3 separate regions of the Zea mays genome follow, and regions 1 and 3 are each linked to region 2. The links are chromatin contacts, called in public Hi-C maps. All regions are on one chromosome and are shown on one strand. Each heading gives the region's core, a stretch centred on a gene start, on an enhancer-like site or on the middle of the called end of the contact. The rest is flanking DNA. Distances are from core to core; before and after follow the strand shown.

Region 1 (3,771 bases), core at 69-2,568, 170 kb after region 2:
TGCGACGCCGCCTTCTCCCGCTGCTGCTGCGCCGTCGCCGCCGCGGTCGGCGAGTACACCTCTGCCGCCACCATAGACGACAGAGACGAGCTGTCACGCCACGTGGAGCTTCCGATCCGGGAGGCTGGAGACCGGGAGGACGGAGGGAAGTCGAGGACAGAGGGATGGCGAGGCCAGAGGCAATCGGAGGAGGAGGTGGTGTCATGGTGGTCGGTCTCCGCGCTCGCGCCCGTGTGCGTGGTGTTTTTGCGGGTGGTGGGAGCGGCGGCGGTGTGGGGAGGAGAGTCGGGGGGAGGATGGACGGCGGCGTGGGAAGGCCGGAGCCGTTGCCGACGACGGCGCGAATGAAGCCTGATGGAGGATCTAGCTGTCGAGGAAGAGGGGAGCGGAGAGAGGAGCAGTTGCGATCGAGGGATGGAGGAGGCTTGAAGCGGAGGCGACGAGACGGACGGTGATGATTTGACGCATATAGATGGACGATGCAGATTGGCTGAAGGCAGAATGAGGTGGAGGCAGACTACCCTTACAGCCTTAATATAGTAGTATATATATGTTTTTTAATAACTAGTTCCAACTATATGGTGCAAGAGACTGCCTATGTAATCTGTGTTTGATGGTAATGGCTATGAATGAACTTGAAATGTTGGCATGATATTTGTCATCACATGACATGTTACTGCTCAAAGAATATAGTTGTCATTTGGAACCGAAGAAATTGTGTGTACCGAGTGTGTGGCTCTCAGTACATGATATACTTGATTTTAGACAGTGTTTGAGAATATTTTAATAACGGCCTGCACATTTGTCCAAGGGCTGAGCGTAGGCGGACAACCTTTTTTTTAGCTGCGGACAGGCTGTTACGAGCGAGCTGAGCGGCTATTTTCATCCAGGGGCAAAAGTGTCTGATCAAGAACTAACGTTGCAGTAAAATAGTTTTATGTTTCAAATAACCTCCTAAATAGCATTTTATCTATAAAAAAATGTTTAAGAATGATGTAATAGCGAAGCGTGTTCACCTGATGTCATTTGGTCGAAGTCTGGTTTTCATTTTTTTTGACACGAGGAGAACTTCATTTCTATTACTTTTATAACAAAAATATATTATTGTTCGTCGAAACTAAAGTTTTGCAGTCAGAAGCATGAAGCAAACTGTCAGACGACCTCGTAGACCGACCCCCTGATTCAGAGAGCCAGCACACAGGAAAGCCCACCAACAGAACAATTAACCAGAGGTCCAGAGCTACTACCCAAAAGCCCTGTTTTCATAATGATATAAATCCATATTTGTCCCAGCGAAGGCACACAGCCGCCGCCATTTCTTCATCCTCCCATCTCCTGATCTCCATCTCCATCTTCTTCGCAGCGCCGGCGATCCATCTTCCGCTGCCTCCCTTCCTCGCGCTCGGGCTCTCAGTGACGGCATCAGCGGTTTCCCCTCCCGCCTCTCGCCAGTCGCATCACGCCCCCGCCTCCGGTCCACCGCACACCGGCCGGTGACCCTACGTGCGTACCCCCTCTCTCTGTCTCCTCCCGCCTCCGGTGGATCGTCAACGGCGCCCGGCCCCGGCGGCTGCGCCGTGCGCGGTCTGAGGGCAGGAGCCAGCAGCCGCTACTCGACCAAGGCGGTCGCGCCGCTTTGGGAGCGCTTATGCCCCACAGCGACGCGTTACCCGTCTTCTTAGCGCTTCAGCGCGCTGAAACGTGCGCTTAGTGCTGTTTGGTTTAAACCGTGTGTAGAGGGGCTAAATGACCGTTTTGGTGAACAGTGACTGTCTCATGATTTTAAGAATCTTGTTGCTGTGATATGTTGTCGGGGTGCCCATAAAGTTTACTTAAGGTCTGAGTCTGAGTTAAGCTATGACATTTCAGAAACATAGCTTTGGTTTAGATTTTGGTTCAGGGTGCTTGTTAATCTAATATCTTTGTAGTTGTTAATGATTCTGTTTTACAGTACTAGCGGCAGTATTGTTCTCTCTCTCTCTCTTTATTTAACTATTGTCATGATTTGACATTTCAAGTCCTAACAATACTCATATGTGCCGTCAGATTACTTGCTAATCTTTCTTGAGGGCAGATGGCCGTTTCTTTTGCAAATGTCAACGCCGAGGCAGGGCTGAAAAAGCTTGATGAGTACCTTCTCACTCGCAGCTACATCACTGGGTATGTGATTGGAGCTACTCTATTTGCACAATGGTCATAACATTTCTACTGAACTTATGCTGCATTAATGTTTCTCTAGCTACCAAGCTTCCAAGGATGACCTGGCTGTCTACTCTTCATTTTTGGCTGATCCCTCATCCAAGTATATCAATGTAGCAAGGTGGTTTAATCACATTGATGCACTCCTGAGGCTGAGGTATGCCCTTCTTGGCCTTTATGTTTCCTAGGTATCCCGTTAGCAGTGAGTGTGCTAATAATCCATACTATTTCAGTGGAGTTACCGCAGAGGGCCTAGGTGTTAAGGTTGAGCCATCAGCGGTTCCTTCAGCTTCAATTCTTGATGTTGCTGATGGACAGGTATAAATTCTTAACTCTTATTTTGGGTGAAAACTAAATGAACTGAAGTGTTGCGCCCATTCTTTGTGATTTTCGGCTGAAAATTGTTAGTCGTTTAATATGTTCACATAATTTGTTTGTGATGATTGCTGACTTGAATTATTATTGTTTACTAAAGCTATCAACCATGTGGTTCAATATCTGAGATATGAATCTCTGACTTACCCAGTTTAGTCACTGAAGTGCATTTCTAATAACCACAGGCCCCAGCTGCTGACGAGGATGACGATGATGATGTTGACCTTTTTGGCGAGGAGACTGAAGAGGAGAAGAAGGCTGCTGAAGAACGTGCTGCGGCTGCCAAGGCTTCTGGCAAGAAGAAAGAATGTATGTCAGTGTGCATAGTTTCTGTTTTATTCTCTCAATCACACACCCTTGCTATTGCTATATTGTTGTTGAGGCTTTGTTTCATACCCAAAAGCTTTAAAGCATGGTTCTAACCTTTCCATACCTTGTCAGCTGGGAAATCGTCAGTTTTACTTGATGTGAAGCCATGGGACGATGAGACTGACATGGCCAAGCTCGAGGAAGCTGTTAGGAGTGTCCAGATGGAAGGACTGCTTTGGGGCGCATGTATATTACCTCAGTTTTCACACACACAGAATTTTGTGAATCACACATTTGTTTGACCATTTAGTTATGTTTCTGATGCGAACATTTACTGCCCTTTGCAGCCAAGCTTGTCCCAGTTGGATATGGCATCAAGAAGCTGCAAATCATGATGACCATTGTCGATGACCTTGTCTCTGTTGACACTCTCATCGAGGACCATCTCTGCGCTGAGCCAGTGAGCGAATACGTCCAGAGCTGCGACATTGTCGCCTTCAACAAGATCTGTAAGTCATTCATCACTTAATCCTTACAGCTGCAGTAGCATAACTAGGACCATGCAACCTACTCATTATATTGGTCTGTCATGCAACCTACTCATTATACTGGGTTGTCCAGTTGTAAACTTTTCTGCTCTCAATGTGTTGATAACTTTTGGTCAATCCTGTTGTGTTGCAGAAATTTCCTTGTGATGGTGGCAATGGTGGTTGGTGGGCACTGTACCAGCCTAATTTATAATTTTCCATGAGCATCTTCAAGAGTTTTTCTAAATTATCATTTGGAGTCATTTACATAAAAAGCACTTTCTATATCTTTTTAATCTCAACAACTTTTCTATATCTTGTTTGCACCCTGGAGAGCTATTTACGTTTTCTATCTTTAGCT
Region 2 (4,088 bases), core at 66-2,565:
GGGCCCCACATCCAGCGGCCGTGCAACGCTCTCTCAGCTCCTGCCCTGTGGTGACCCCAGTGCCCGCGCAGCCAGCTACTATCGGCCCAGCACCCGACCCCGCCCGTGGAGCTAGCACATCACACAAAAAATAGTACAGAACGAGCACTCAAACTCATGTCCCCTGCTCTAGAAATTTGAGGTAACTATCAGACCACACGTATCTTAGTATTTAGAAATAAACAATAATTATATTTCAATAAATATCTTAATACCTATTTATATGATATATAACAACCGTAGCAAATCACGGGCAACTGACTAGTATAACAATTATAAATTGAAACATGTGGAGCATTAGGTTGTCTTTGATGGATAGTGTAAAATAGAGGACGCGACACTGTACATGGTACTGTTTGCAGCGTAAAACTTAAAATATGAGATGAGATAAAGGATGCGATAAGGGAGCTGCTGAAGAAAGATTTATCAATAATACTCTATTAAGAACCTAATGTGGGAACCTGGTGCTACCACGTCTTCATCCTCCGCGCTAACACTCTGAGCCCGCCCACACAACCCACCGTGACCTGTGGGCCCCATGTCCAGCGGCCGTGCAACGCTCTCTCAGCTCCTGCCCTGTGGGGACCCCCAGTGCCCGCGCAGCCAGCTACTACCGGCCTAGCACCCGACTCTGTCCGTGCAACTACCACACCACACAAAAAACAATACAGAACGAGCACTTAAACTCATGTCCCCTGCTCTAGAAATTTGGGGTAACCATTAGACCACACGTATCTTAGTATTTAGAAATAAACAATAATTATATTTCAATAAATATCTCAATGCATATTTATATGATACCCCTGTAGCAAATTATGGACAACCTGCTAGTGTAACAACTAAGATAGCTGTTCACAGCTCCAGCGCAGCATATCCTTTGCCCCCTTGGCATGAGTGAATCAGGCACGCCTAATAAGAAAATACAGATATTTATACTGACAATATAAATAGACGTGAATGAAGGAGTAAACAAAAGGCACGGCGATGATCCGCAGGTGGAACATTTGTGCGGCCAGCCAGATTGAGATGACGGCAAAGGCAAAGGCAACGGAGCCAGCCAGGTCCAGCCTCAATTCCAGACTGGCCGATCCTGCCGCAAACTGCAAACAGCCCCCCGCAACGGCTGTGCATGTGCGTGGACCCACCGCCGGCGCAACACGCCATAGCAGTCCCAGCGAGGTCCAGCGGTTCTAGAGAGAGAAGGAGAGAGAGAGAGAGCCGTTGCCGCTGAATAATTACGCTCACGATCCGTTTTATAGGGGGGGTGGAGTGAATGCACATGCGGTACAAGCAGAGCTGATCGGGATTCCTCGTCTCTGGTCTGTCTGTGCTCCACCACCTGCTGCTGGTGCCATGGCCATGGGTAGTCTCGCCTTCGCCACGGCGCTCGTCTTCGTCTTCGTCTTCGCCATCGCCGTGCCGGCCGTCGCCGCCGCCGCGCAGGCCCCCGCCCCGGCGCCCACCAGCGACGGTGAGTCCTCTTTGCCTTCCAGTTTTTACCGTCTACCCCACCCGGCGCCGTCGGGATCGGAGCGCGATTTCTCGAATACAAGCAGCGGCCTCCTGAATCCTGATGATCTGTGTTTCGCTGCAGGGACGTCGATTGACCAGGGCATCGCGTACCTGCTGATGATCATGGCGCTGGTGCTCACCTACCTCATCCACCCTCTGGACGCCTCCGCCCCGTACAAGCTCTTCTGAGCGAGCAGATTTTCTCCTCCATTTTTTGGTAGGCTTTTGTAGTGGATCACTAGAGTAACTGGGGGTGGTGGTGTGGGTGTGTGGGTGAGATTCGGTACCTATTCATTGCCATGAATTACATTCGGTTTCGCGTGTGTATATTATTACTCCTATATGTCTTCTGGTTCATGCTTCGATGTCCATTGGTTGTCGCTTTGTGTTGCATCGGGGAGACCTCGAGGAGTAGTTCTTGTTCAGTAGTGCCTAGCGCGCATCTGAGATCTGACCTGACCTGACCTTCCACACGCGAAGCCTTGTGGTGTGGTGTTTGTTGTTGGGGCTTTCGCAGGATCTGAATTAGTCAAACCGTTAAGGCCCTATTTCCCGATAGCAATCGAGATCATCGGTTCATGTTAGAATGCGCCGGGAGCAGGAAGTATTGTTGAATTAACGTGGAATTAGGGTCTGTTTGGTTGGGCTATGACTGTGAAAAAGCTGTCGTAGGTTGTCAGCTGTGGAAAAAGCTGTTGTAGTCTGTAAGCTGTTAAAAAGCTAAAAATCGTTTGGTGAAAACCACTAAAAGTCGTTAAAAATTCTTCGATATACGTTTTTCCATCCGAAAAGCCACTAAAAGCAGTTCCAGGAGTGCTTTCAGATTTGCACTACGAGAAAGTTGGCTTTTAGAAAAAGCTGCTTACTGGATCCAGCGCTTTGGTTGCCTTTTAGCTTTTAAGGGGGCAAAAGCCAAACCCAAAAGTCAAACCAAACACATCCTTAGCCTAAATTTACTACCATACCGGAAATTCAAGTGACAATTCAATAAACTTAGGGTGTGTTTAGTTTGGCTTTTGGTTTTGGCTTTTGCCCCTTAAAAGCCAAAAGTCAACCAAAGGTCTGGATCCAAGAAGCAGCTTTTTCTAAAAGCCGACTTTCTTGTAGTGCAAAACTGAAAGCACCCGTGGACCTGCTTTTAGTGGCTTTCTGATGGAACTGTAAAATATATATCGAAAAACTTTTAACGACTATTAGTGGTTTCCACCAAACGATTTTTAGCTTTTTAACAGCTCACAGCCTACAACAGCTTTTTCCACAGCTAACACCCCACAACAACTTTTTTCACAGCCACAGCCCAACCAAACAGACCCTTAAATAGGCGAACCATTGATGCATCTATTGAGAAGCTGAGAAAATAATGAAGGACTGTCACGCGCATGCCACCGGCCGGGCCGGCCCGTGGCCGTGGTAGATCGGACCTTGGTCTGAATATTCCTTCTTAACGGTAGCGCATTTTGCCTGGAGTGCTGCTTCTGGTTACGACAGTACTTACGAACACCGAACAGTCTCAAACGCGTTGCACACAACCATTCTCGTCCCACCTTCTGCGAGCACATAGAGTGTGGAAGAGCAGGCCTCCGAAATCGCAGTCTACAGAGCTACACTTGCACGGGTGTGCGGGCGATCAGGTTTTTGGGATCGTACTCGTGACTGCTCGCTCCGTCCGCTTGACCAATGCTGATCCAGTTTTTCGTCGTCGGCGCCATTTATGGGACTGCACTATGTACATCTGCCTGCATCGACTGCGTACGACTACATCGAACATACACACGAGATGTCTCGTGTGAATTAAGCCACTGATGACTTGAGCGTCGATCCCTCCGCAGGGTACACTCTGTTATTAGTATTTGTGCATATTTTACAGTTGTTTACTACTTATGTGAGTATTGATATACATATGCACATACATGTCGTCACATACATCATTGTGATTTTCTGGATTAAATTAAAACTGAAAATGCCTATTTCTCCAACAATGATTGACCGATGGTAGGTCCCCCTTCACAACACATCCGGGAGATGGAAACTGGTCCGGACGGCCAAGTGCAGAACTTATGTGAGCTGTGGCTGATTGTTATCTACACCGTTACACGTCTTCCACCAGATCCGGGCTTTACTGACTCATCTCTTCTAATTAGATTAGCTCATGTAATGGATTTTTTATGTGGAATACTAATGGATAGAGCCTCGTTGCTAAGTGCTACAAGATCTAGTGCACGGTAACTCGTGGTTACGGACCCGATTGTCTTTTCCAAGTAAAAACCCCTAGTATATGAAAAGAATGAAAATGTGCTTTCGTTTTTGTGGAATAAGAAGACCTCGTACCTTAATGAAAGGAAAATAGAAATTTTTCGTTAGGTATTTGACCAAATAGGATAGTCTAGTTCCTATAGAACCTCTCACTAAAATATCTGATAGGGCTAAGCGGAACGAAAAGGGTTTTTCATGAGATGGTAAATGAAAGTACGAGTTTAGTCGTGCATTCGTTTGTGAAACGTGTAGATATTTTTTCCTCCCCCACCTCCCATGACAAC
Region 3 (4,242 bases), core at 1,078-3,577, 220 kb before region 2:
GCGGCGGCGGCTGTTGCTGGCGTGGTGACAACGGTGACGAGCTGGCGCGGTCTTCCTCCTTTTGTGCCAGGTGTAAGGTATAGGCGTCATCGTTCTTTTTTGGCCGTGTGCGGCCCGTCTGCGTGAAGTCGGAGATGCTCGTACCTTGTGTTGAGCTCGGCAACGATGACTTTAGATGTGCTTTGTGTGTAGGGTTGCCACTGCTTGTGTTGTTTGGGTACTTTGTGTAGGTTTTAGGTCCGGTTTTCCTTAAAACTGGATCAATTCTAATTTTCTTCCTAATGGAAAGACAGAGCTTTTACCATTACGTTAAAAAAGTCGAATATGGACATTGACTTATTGAATTCATATATTTTTAGCGAGCAACGGAACTTAGCTACAAACATACAATATTTAGCTTCCAACTATTACTCTTTTAACATTTAATGCGTGGTGCAGTGATGATCTCCGTCGGCCTAGTTCTCGAAGCTGCCCTGCTTTGCTGTAAACTAGAACCTGAAGCAGGAAAGTAGCGGACACGGTTGGCAGCGGTTGATGGTGAGCACGTCGGAGCTGTAGGTCCCCGGCATGGTGAAAGTTCATTTTCATCACGAGAGAGGGAGAGAGAAAAAAATACACTACTGCTCCGGCAGGGGGGCGCCTTGTTTACCGTGACAGAGCCAATTGTTTAGTTATATAGCGTGAGCTCACGAATGAAACATCCTTTCCGTTAAGTATGAAAGAACAGAATGTGGTTAATTACTGGTTGCTGGTGCTATGCCCATTGATTTGCCCCAAGTAAAACAAACTAGTCTTACAACAGACACAGCTAGCGAAGGCTACAATTAGATAATAATAACTGCACACATGCGAATTAATAGCGCCACTGTAGTATCTAGCGTCGTCGGAGAGAGGCAGTTTCTTAAGACTCTCCAAGTCAAACCTTGCAATCATTTGCATCTTCACGGCTAGTTGTCGCACCATTGACTGCTTTCGGCGGTCGATTGCATCTGCTGTAAATGCAGTACACAGCGATCTGAAGAAGTCCAGTTAAACACCCGGCGCCGTTTGGTGCCTTCGTTCAGAACGAAGCAAAGTTGATCAGCAAATTAAAGCAAAGGCAGAACAGTAGACAGTAAATCCAGATTGCGTGCATATGTATATATATATATATACATATAATTACCGTAAGATAGGGATCCCTTCCTAGGATGCCGTACAGCATCCATGTAAAACTGGTCAGCAAGGAGAACAACGACAGGTAGAAAGGCATGAACTCCACGCTCTTGGTCAGGATGACTTGCTTCTGCAATTGTGCATGGTGGGGAGGACAAAAAAACAAAAACAGAACATGGTGAGCTAGTAATTAATTCAAAAATTTGCAATCCAAGATTAGAAGCCCTATTTTCATTCAGAGTTTTAGCTAGCCTTCGTATTATCAAAATTTGCAATCCAAGCTAGATTCTGTGGTAACTGATCATAGATATACGAGTACTCACCACGGCTACAAGCGGAGCGCTGTACATGGATATGGAGGTGACTATACCAATGCTACCAACAAATTGCTTGCGCATATGGTGCGTGTGGAACACGAAGCTTGACAAGGATACGATGACGCAGAGCGTTGCCACAACCAGAGACACCATTAGGACGACAGATTTCTGCAAATTAAAGGCCGGCCGGCAAATAATGTTCTGATGATGATGATGATGATGATGAGCAAACCATATGCATGTATAATTCTGATGCTCTCCGACTCCGACGGCGTGTACCTTTTTGTCTCTTGGCGCAAACCACACGTATACGACGACGAACGAAGCTTCGAAGAGCACTCCGACGGCGCACGTGCCGAAGAGCGACAGGTTCTCCCACCCGTCACTGACGATGGGGAAGCCGTACCAGCCCCAGGTGAAGGCGCTGAAAAGGGCGAGGATGTATGGCACGCACGAGAACTCCCCAACGCTGGCCTCCTTCACCACTCTCTTAAACGTCAGCCTGCAAAATTAATTGTTTGTTTGTTCGTTTGTTTTTACATGAACGCAGGATCGGAGAACTCATGCTCGATCAGGAAATGCATATGCATGCATGGTCTAGTGATTATTTACACTGGAACCGCGTAGAGGAGCACACAGACTACAGATCCTGCGAGAAATTAAAGAAAAACATCAGCAGCAGGGGTCGTACGTACGTACGTAGATTCAGACAGAAAATCGATCAAGTACCGTACCTATGATTCCAACTATGACGCGGATGCTAGTAACCATTGTTGCTTGCGTGCTCTGAGATGAGATGATGATCGAGTCGTCTCTTTGACGACGACGACGCAAGATCGAGGATCAGGATTATTGTGGCTGGTTCATTTGCTAGCTGTGTGATAATGGCGTGGTGGCCTATTTATATATAGCGCATCGAAAGGAATGTGCTGAGCTCGAGACAAGGGTATGCTCAGGCCACTATGTCTGCTCTAGAAAGAATATATTAGTACGTACGTACGTGCGGCCTGCCTTTCCGCTGTTGCTAAGAAAAATGATGAGTCTCCTATGCTCAGTTTGGTTTCTTTATTCTTTAGTTCAGGGACTAAAGTTTAGGTACGAGACTAAATTAGTTTAGTCCCTACACTGTTTAATTTTAGGGACTAAAACTATTCAAAACATATTAAATAATAAATCATAAGAGGACTAAAATATCTTTTAGCATTCTCTCATCATTGTGCAACTGAAATAAAGAAGAAACAAGAAGTAGAATATTTATATGGTTTAGACCCTTTTAGTCATCTCTTGAGGGACTAGAGACTAATATAGTTTATAGTCCAACCGTTTGATAATTTTTAAGAACTAAATGAGACTAAAATGGATAGACTACTCTTTAGTCCATCAAACCAAACAGTCCCCTTTAGTATAGTGCAGACAGACAAGGTACGTAAGGTCTTTCATCTGCTGTGAGCTGGTATGTATCAGTAGCTACAAGTTCCGTGTGTGAGCCTCGAGAGAGAATAATATAATCACGAGAGAACGGGCCGGGACCCTCTCTTCGTACAGAGAAGAGATAGACACATCATCGTAGGGTGCGTAGAGGGATACTGCAGATGTTATTTAGGATATATTTATGGATATCCAAACATTCCGTAAATATGAAATGTAGACCTGGCCTGATAGTTTTTCTCGGTGTCAGGTATTAATGTAACTAAGGCTCTGTTTGTTTGCTTTCAGGATCGTATAATCCAGCTTATGGATTATGGATTATATGTAAATATAGTGGTCTGCTTATAGATTATCATAATCCATATATATTTAGATTATATAATTCACCTAATAATCTGATCTATGTTGTTTATTTGTTTCTTAATTTATTTAAACTAGATTATATAATTTAGAGGGTAAACAAACCAGACTGGACCGAGAAGAATGGCAGTAAGGCAGATATTAATTATTGGATACCCAGTCGGATAATCACTAGTACTACTGAACGTCGGTTAAATTTACATCGAGTCAAATGCACTAACCATTATATTGGTGCTCGTGTACTTCTGGGTCCCAATAAAATCCCAGTAGATCTACGTCACCCTCGTACTAGTCGTGTAGGCATTTCTCTAGCTGACTTGGAATTGCCACTATGGCGTGGCGTACATTTAACACCTCGCGTATGCATGTGAGAGGAGGGTAGCAGAGCAGCGATGGCTTCGTCGGCGGTAGTGTCCACTCGTAGCATGCATGTGGCGGCGGCGGGGGCGGCCAGCTAGCAATGAGCGCTCGTGCGTGGTGCGGCATGCATGCTGCATGCATGGCCTACACAACCACTGCACGATGTAATGTAAGTGCTCGTCTCGTCGTGTGGCATCGATCCAAGAGGGTACGGTGTTGGGACCTTCGTCTTCGAAGGTCCTCAAAAATATGATTTAACAATATTTTCCGAGTATTATATATGAACAGGTATCTTCGAACTCGAATCAGAACTACACAGAGTGAGAAGCAGGAACATCACGAAGGATGACACGGCGCCGAAGCTACACACAAGGGAGCTTCGGCATGACGGCAAAAAAAAGGAACCGATTTAAAAGTGAAAAGACTATTCAGACCTCGGTGGATTACTTTAGAGTCACTAGCAAATGTAAAGGGCACGAATGTAATTTCACATGGGCTGCGTCCCGTGCCTATAAATAGCGTGAACAGTACTCCCGTACTGTTCACGCTGACTTGGCATTTGCTTTTTGCGTCACGCTTTCTTTGTCTTCTGTCAAGCCGAAGGTACTAGATGTAACTCAAT

What was found. A called contact is a pair of places that touch in the nucleus more often than the background predicts.
Region 1: a Hi-C map of ear shows a contact between it and region 2, with 2.7 times the contacts expected there. The contact joins the promoter of LOC100283380 here to the promoter of LOC100194381 in region 2. A contact is called at or near these places in 2 of 25 Hi-C or Micro-C datasets (ear and tassel).
Region 3: a contact with region 2 is called in a Hi-C map of ear, with 2.2 times the contacts expected there. The contact joins the promoter of LOC100502227 here to the promoter of LOC100194381 in region 2. A contact is called at or near these places in 2 of 25 Hi-C or Micro-C datasets (ear and tassel).

The regions. Positions count from the first base shown.
Region 1 is chr8:114,683,687-114,687,457 of Zm-B73-REFERENCE-NAM-5.0, reverse strand. LOC100283380 (elongation factor 1-delta 1) reads left to right here and starts at 1,318. Exons shown (of 8, transcript NM_001156281.2): 1 at 1,318-1,503; 2 at 2,047-2,160; 3 at 2,240-2,356; 4 at 2,433-2,517; 5 at 2,760-2,883; 6 at 3,016-3,129; 7 at 3,231-3,392; 8 at 3,565-3,771. The coding sequence starts at 2,075. The coding sequence ends at 3,566.
Region 2 is chr8:114,849,103-114,853,190 of Zm-B73-REFERENCE-NAM-5.0, reverse strand. It overlaps LOC100194381 (Arabinogalactan peptide 20), which reads left to right and starts at 1,315. Exons shown (of 2, transcript NM_001309898.1): 1 at 1,315-1,510; 2 at 1,634-1,877. The coding sequence starts at 1,393. The coding sequence ends at 1,740.
Region 3 is chr8:115,072,230-115,076,471 of Zm-B73-REFERENCE-NAM-5.0, reverse strand. It overlaps LOC100502227, which reads right to left and starts at 2,327. Exons shown (of 6, transcript NM_001196704.1): 1 at 2,207-2,327; 2 at 2,085-2,121; 3 at 1,752-1,974; 4 at 1,479-1,640; 5 at 1,166-1,285; 6 at 733-1,054. The coding sequence starts at 2,243. The coding sequence ends at 917.